Linked DNA regions of Danio rerio: region 1 is linked to region 2. Evidence: chromatin contacts called from public HiChIP or PLAC-seq data. All regions are on one chromosome and are shown on one strand. The core of a region is the stretch at or near the end of the contact, and the rest is flanking DNA. Distances in the headings are between cores, read along the strand shown.

The links. HiChIP or PLAC-seq counts read pairs in DNA pulled down with a chosen protein or histone mark.
Region 1: an H3K4me3 HiChIP or PLAC-seq map of gastrula embryo shows a contact between it and region 2, with 4 times the contacts expected there. The contact joins the promoter of ppp3cca here to the promoter of adam28 in region 2. A contact is called at or near these places in 2 of 4 datasets of contacts at active chromatin or transcription factors (embryo and gastrula embryo).

The regions. Positions count from the first base shown.
Region 1 is chr5:28,599,877-28,603,537 of GRCz12tu, forward strand. It overlaps ppp3cca (protein phosphatase 3, catalytic subunit, gamma isozyme, a), which reads right to left and starts at 1,972. Exons shown (of 13, transcript NM_001166628.1): 1 at 1,220-1,972. The coding sequence starts at 1,274.
Region 2 is chr5:28,503,201-28,506,889 of GRCz12tu, forward strand. It overlaps adam28 (ADAM metallopeptidase domain 28), which reads left to right and starts at 2,226. Exons shown (of 9, transcript NM_001076718.1): 1 at 2,226-2,311; 2 at 3,577-3,662. The coding sequence starts at 2,251.

The DNA.
Region 1 (3,661 bases), core at 722-3,221, 96 kb after region 2:
ATATTTTACATGCATAAGTCAGAAACAAGGGTCACACCCACCTACACAGTTACAAACATGGCAGATTTCCAAGACAACCACAGCTTTATTCAGACACCGTTTTCAGCTACCATGAATACTAAAACCTGCAATGAGCAATTTTGATTAGTAGTTTAAAAGCAATCACATACTCTGCAAATGCCTTATTTTAGGCTTTTGGGGAGGTGATTGTGCAAGTACAGAGCTTCTAAGAGCTTCATTAAAGCCAATTCCAGATTGTTGAAAAAAAACAAAACCATAAAATGAATAGATTTGATGAGTACATTTATAGGGGGTGTTCTTCGTTACCGTTTTTGTCTGGTTGTCTAGAGTAAATATCTAAACACATTAATTAAACGTTAAAATACATTTATTAGGAAGGCAAAATTACATTAAATTAGCCGTCTTGTTTTCTGTAAAACTGATCAAAGTGAAGCAAGTATGTGATTGAAATAGACAAATATCCACCAATGGCCTCAAAACAATATTTTTAATTTAATTTGAAGTAATTTTCCTATACTCTTGAAAGATATATGAGCTTTATGTAGGTGTAAACACTCATTTTGTTTAATTTCTCAAAAACACAGGATAAAATTCTCTCAGATCATATCTTAAATTACACACATTTTGATTAAGAATGTTTATGTTGCAATATATATATATATATATATATATATATATATATATATATATATATATATATATATATATATATATATATAGTTTTTTTGTTGTTGTTTTTTTGCAGGCATCCAACATTTAATGGCTATGTAGGCTTTCTACTCTAAGTTAAGACCTTAAATAGAGAGAGGACGAATTAAGACTTTTAAGACCTGCAAAAAATCCTAAGGTAGACATAAATAATACCCTGCTTTGTGTTTAAATGGAGCATGAGAAATGCAACAATTTGCTGCCACCTTAGAAACATGTCAACATAAAAGATTGCAAAAAAAAAAAAAAAAAAAAAAAACTCTGGCATAGTTGCATTAACTGCTTGAAAATTGGGCAATCTAGATGCCATAATGACAAATGACAAGTAACGTTAAAGCAATGAACACACACAGGAGCAGCTGTCAAGGAATGATTCAGAGGAATCAAATAATTAGCGAACCAAACGATTCACCAAAATACCAAAGTCTGAATCCGTTAGATTCGAGCGTCTAGAGCCCGTTCACAGAACACAAACTGAGATTGAACTTACTTTTAATGATTCGCTCGGTGGTCGACAGCTTTTCTTTCGGCTCTTTCGTCGACATCTTCTCAGAGTTCAGTCAGGATTTATTAGCCAGCAAACGAGTAAAGATATCCTCCGTGTTTGCTGCTGCCAGTCAGAGCGAGGAGAGAGATCGCGAAGTGGCCAGCGACTCAGAAGAGTCCGAAAAACTGCTCAAAATTCACACCGACGAACCAGTTTAACACGCTAACACGGCTAATTTAGTCAACACTGAACAACAGTTGGCCACACGGGTCACAGGGCAGCATAATAACATCGCCAGCAGACACCGACTCGATCGCTTTCCCCCTTCGCTGGCTGACAGAAACACTATCACCGTCGTGCGCGGACAAACTAGTAGAATCGAGCCCGGTGTTTCCCTGCTGACATTAAACTGTCTATAAGCTGCAAACCGTCCTCGATGAGATAGCTTGGGCTCGAAGCAACGGGAGCCACCGACACAAGATGATTAGGGTTTGGTGCGCAATCTTGAACGTTAATCCGATTTTCCACTTTTCGGAGTCAGAACGTCAACTCGCCAGTTTAGCCACAGATTCGTGAGTCAGTTCGGCATAATAATAATAACGTGCCGAACCGCGCCGAATTGTCTTAATAAACATATGTCCTGTCGTCTGACAACAGCGATTGCGCGATCTACCCGCCCACTCGAGCTAACCATATGGCTAGCAGTAACTTCCAATCACACTCTCGTTCCCAGCTCCTCAGATTAAACGCTAATCTCTAAACCTCAAACGGATTTCCTGCAATATGGCGGAGCTGTGGCTCGCGACGCGATGGCGTAGGCCTGACGTCGCACGTACAACTTGACACGTGCAAAGCAGATGGTTAAATGGGTCGTGATGGAGGTCCCGCAAAACTTGAAAGAGTTCCGGAGGTCCCTCGGAGATCTTCGTGGCGAAGAAGGAAGCAGAAAAAAAACTTCAGAGATAAAGCAACCCAGTTAATGTGACAATGTACACTGAAAGTCATAATGTAGGCCTGTGGTAAAATGGAGACACTTTAGGACACAGTTGATATTTTTTTTAGTTAAAGATTCTTACTGGTCACCAGATCATAACTTAACATATTGACCGACAGATCATCACATTTGTGCCGCAAACTTCAGGACTTAGATGACAAATGATCAAACAAACATATGAATGGGTTTGAGATTCACTTAATGTCGAAGGTCATCTAAAGGGGTTTCTGCAGTGATTACAAGATTTTGCGTGAAATGAAGGGGGTTTCAAACTACTTCATGAATGTGTTACTTTTATTTTATTGTAACTTTTATTGTATTGTATGCATGGTAAGTGTTGATCTTAGGTAAGACATCATGTTTACTTTTATTTACAAAAAAAGAAAACATGTCCACATAATATATTAACTATTTATATTAATATTCATTTACCTTCAGCTTATTTATCTGGTGTTGCCACAGTGGAATAAACCGCCAACTATTCCAGCATATGTTTTATGCGCGCACCGGATGCCCTTCCAGCCACAACCTATTACTGGGAAACGCTCACTCATACACTGTGGACAATTAAGTTTATTCAATTCACTATTAATCACGCATGTCTTCTAACTGTGGGGGAAACCGGAGCACAAACCCATGCGAACACGAGGAGAACATGCAAACTCCATACAGAAATGCGAACTAGGAACTAGCAACCTTCATAGCTACCTACTGAGCCACTGTGCCACCCTTGTATTAATATAATGAGAAAAAAACATCTGAAATTGCTTTCTTTGTCATATTAATACTTTCTAAAATGTGGAAACATGTTACTTTTGGGTATAGTAAACGAAAGATGACAGCATAAGTAAATAAAGCAAAAAAGTAAGAATGTAAAAAAATACATTTTTAATGAAGTAATATTTATGAAATTTCATAATATTTGTTGAAGCATGTTAATCAAGTAGTGTAATGCTAACTTAAATACTTGTACTAAATATGTGCAGCCAAAATATTAACATTCAGCATTTCATTTTATATTAAATTTAATCATTTGATTCTACTTTCTATAACTTATCAGATATTAAGGTTAATAATTTTAGCTTTAATTCTTATTTTTGCCAAACATCTAAAACAAACAAAAAAAAATGTTAAGTCTTAGATATGCCAGTCTGATCTCATGAAGAAACCTAATATTTTACATTTTGTAAGTTTAGTGGCTAATTCGTATACAAATTAATACTACTTCAGTCGTATAAAAATGTACAATTTTAAAAAGGAGGCTTGGCACCCAACCCCACCCCTTAACCCAACCATCATTGGGGGATAAGCTAATGGTACGAACAAGATCACAAATACAAATTCATATGAATTAGCCCAAATCAAAAAGTTACGAATTGCAGTGAGATTGTGTTGTATATGCGATTGACCTTTTATTGAAATCCAACTAACATAATGGCATTGTAAAAGCA
Region 2 (3,689 bases), core at 976-3,475:
TGACTGTGCTATAAGAAGACTATGGTTATTTATAGTGTCTTAAGAAACATGTGATTAGAGAATTATGCGATAGGTAATGCGGCATCAGCCGTGGTCAATCATAAGCACGTGATCCTCTCGAATCTAGGTTATAAATAAACTTCACATTTGAAATATATTTGAAGTTCATTTGAAGTAAACAAATGCTTACAGATTTATATTTTTTTAACCCTAAAATTCAGTGGACAGTTGTTTTGGAAATTATATACAGATGTTTCAATGTAATGTTAAATTTTGCTTTTCTTTGTGTATGTATGCTTTATGTTTTGTCTGTAAACGTCACAATGCTGGGATTGCTCAAATAACTAATATAAACCTTGACAGAAATTGGCCTTCAGTTCTGCCTGAGTGCAGCATTGGATACAATAGATCACCAGACACTTATAGTTATTAAGTGATTGTGACTGGTCTATCTGAAACTGTTGTAAATTAATGTTATCTTACTTAAGTGGAAGCACATTAGTAGTATATATCAATAATACTTTGTCTGAACCATATAAGTTATCATGTGGTGTTCCACAGGGGTCAGTCTAAGGACCACCGCTTTTCAATCTTTATTTGTTATCTTTTAGTCACAGAAGCATAGTATTACTTTTCCTTGCTAGGCTGATGACAGAGCTCTACATACTGTAGCCGTATATCCTGACGATCCAGCTCAACTCGATTTACCCTTAAATTGCATTCAAGACATCCTGCATTTTTTAAATATACCCCTAAGCAAACCAAATATACTAGGATTTAATCCAAGCCAAGTGGCAAAAAAAAATTTAAAAATAGGAGTAGACTTTGATTCAGATTTTAACTTTAAAGCTCAAATGTGATTTAATCACAATTGCATTTATTAATCTGAAGAACACTAAAGAAAGACCCTTACTCTCTCTAAGCAATTCCAAACTATAAATGCAAGCATTTATAACTATCAGGCATGATAATTGTAATTACCCTCTCACAGGTCTCTCAAACAATACAATTATTCAACTACAACTAAAACAAAATACTGCTCCTAGAATATTGACTAAATCTAAAAAGGAAGATCATATTTTACCTGCATTAATGTCGTTGTACTGGTTACCTTTGAGATTTTGATATAAAAATTAGATTACAAGGCACTGCTTTGACTTGCTGCAGACTTTCTTTCATATATGTTTGAAGTTTACGAACCCAGAAGGACTCTTGGATCTGCAAGTTCTGTTCTTTGAACTATACATTAGAGTAGAACTAAAGAAATTTAGTGATGCTGCCTTTAGTCGTCATGAAACAACCTTGATGACCTGAAAGCATTAACATTTCTGAGTCCAAATGAAAAACATGTTTTCAGTCTAGCTTTCATGTAAAATCTTATAAAATGTATGTTTTATTTGTACGTATATTAGATGTATTATCAAATGTTGTATAATCATATGTTTTTTTTTTATTATTATTTTAAATGTATTAGTTATTTCTTTCTTGTAAAGCACTTTGAACTGCATTAACCTATTAGGAACAGTGCTTGCTTTGCTTAACATCAGAAGAGTTAAGAAAACAATATTTGGTGGAAACATCATTTTTAATTGGTCTTTATTTTCCCCTTTGCTGTCTTTACTATTGACAGATGCATAGCCATTTCATGTACAGTACACAAACGAAGTCACTTAGATACCTTTGCTATTATACAATTAGTTTCTCTGTATGTGCTATGAGGTATAGGCACTGTTTTGAACCTCTTTTAACGGTAATTTGAGTTTCAGTGTTCACATCAGAATCAGCCTGTGCTCGAGTTGTTTTTAGAAAACAGTCGTGCAACATAACAGAACTGCCTGTACTTATCCACTTGATAGTAAAAAGAGCAGCTGTTTAAATGGTTAATTAATGGATAATTATTTTAAATGACAGAAGCTTGGGTGTTTAGGACCAAACATGGAAAGTTAGCAAAGTTTAGATATTTCCTCAAAGATACTTCCTCAAATATAACAAACAGACAGACACATCTACCACTAAGCAGGAATCAATGCGTCAGAGCCTGTCTGCATTTCTCTGTCACATTCTCTTTTCTCAGAGGCGTGTCTTAACAGGTCAACAAATCTTTTATACCTCTGTGTCATTTCCTGAAAGTCCATGTCTAGAGGTTAGACCGCTCTGTAAGGTGTGGTCTATGGCCTAAACTAGTCTCACGTCAACTATAAAACTTCACCTGACCAAAATCTCCTGTTTCAGTTGTTCTGAACACTGACAATGGCCCAAAGACATCTGATGTTGTGGATCTTCACTCTGTGTGTTTCACTGGATCCCTCAGGTAAGACACTGGATACACCAGTGACTCTACTTTACAATGACTGATTAACTTATCTGTGCTCAGCCAAGGGCTCTTCAACAATAACACTGCACTGCAACAACTGCAAGACTTAGATTACTGTATGTTGTGTTGAAGAGCATGTATGTTACAATCAGAAAGATAAAGTGTCAGATTTTAGATTTATAGAGCTTACTGTACATTGCTGAGGTATGTGAGGATTTTATTTGTACACATTCTAGACTTCACTGAATGTAAATAGTGCAAATTATTCATAATATATCTAATATCCCAGGTATGTTTAAATGTCAAAGACTTTTTTTAATATATATTCATGTTTAAAACTAAATTATTGCATATTTTCAGATGTTTCCAAAGATATATGAAATAAAATTAGTATGTCAATTCTGGTAAGCATGTAAATTGCAGCGTTTTTGTGTTGCATAGAAGTATAATGAAATACAATTGAACAATGTTGAAGTAATAATGCTAACAGTGTAAAGGTCTGGTCAATATACACACACCAAAGTCCCAAAATTAGTAAGTAATATAGTATTAACACTCTTCATCACGTAACTATAATATAAAGTTTAAATTATTCATTGTTATTTAATCTGCCTACACCTAGAATAGCAGTGTGTTTTGTTACCTCAGGCGCAATAGCAAAAACACCTTCTTGGTTAATGCAATTTCCTTGTGTCAGGAGTGAAAAAGTTGTGTGTTATTGCTGATGCTTATGCTACACCCATACTCTAAATTGAAAGGCCTATACTTAACTATTATTTGAAGAGTGTATTGTAGGTTTTGCTAAACTGGTAAAAAGATAACACTGGTATTTTAAAAAAACTACCATGTAAATATCTCTTTAATACTGATTGTTGTTACTGTTTAAACAGTTACACCTTAATAAACATTACCCAAACATGTTGTTAGGGGCAGACTGTAAAAATCACAGTAAAGCAAACATGCTTTAACAAAACAAGGATATCAATCTTGGCCAGAAAGTGTGTAGAACAGACATTGTCTATTGTTTTTTTCTACCTTAAAATAACAAATCTGGCATTGCTGTAGATACGTTTGTTGGCAGTTATCACTAAAATCAGCCATTCAAGTTTACACTTGTCCTTTCAATACAATATTTAGATCAGGTGAAACAGTTCTGAAATCTGAAAGCTGCATTCACAGCCTCTATATTAAAATCAAAATACTGAATGTCTGTATTTAATGAGTAATCTGTGATTCCTTGTGTGTTTGTCAATCTGCTACAGTTGGTCACATTCACGAACTACATGGCAAGGTTTATGAGATTGTACGACCAATAAGATTACATGATCTGCAAAAAAGAGACTTACAGGTGAGTTCTTATATACTCCCTAATACT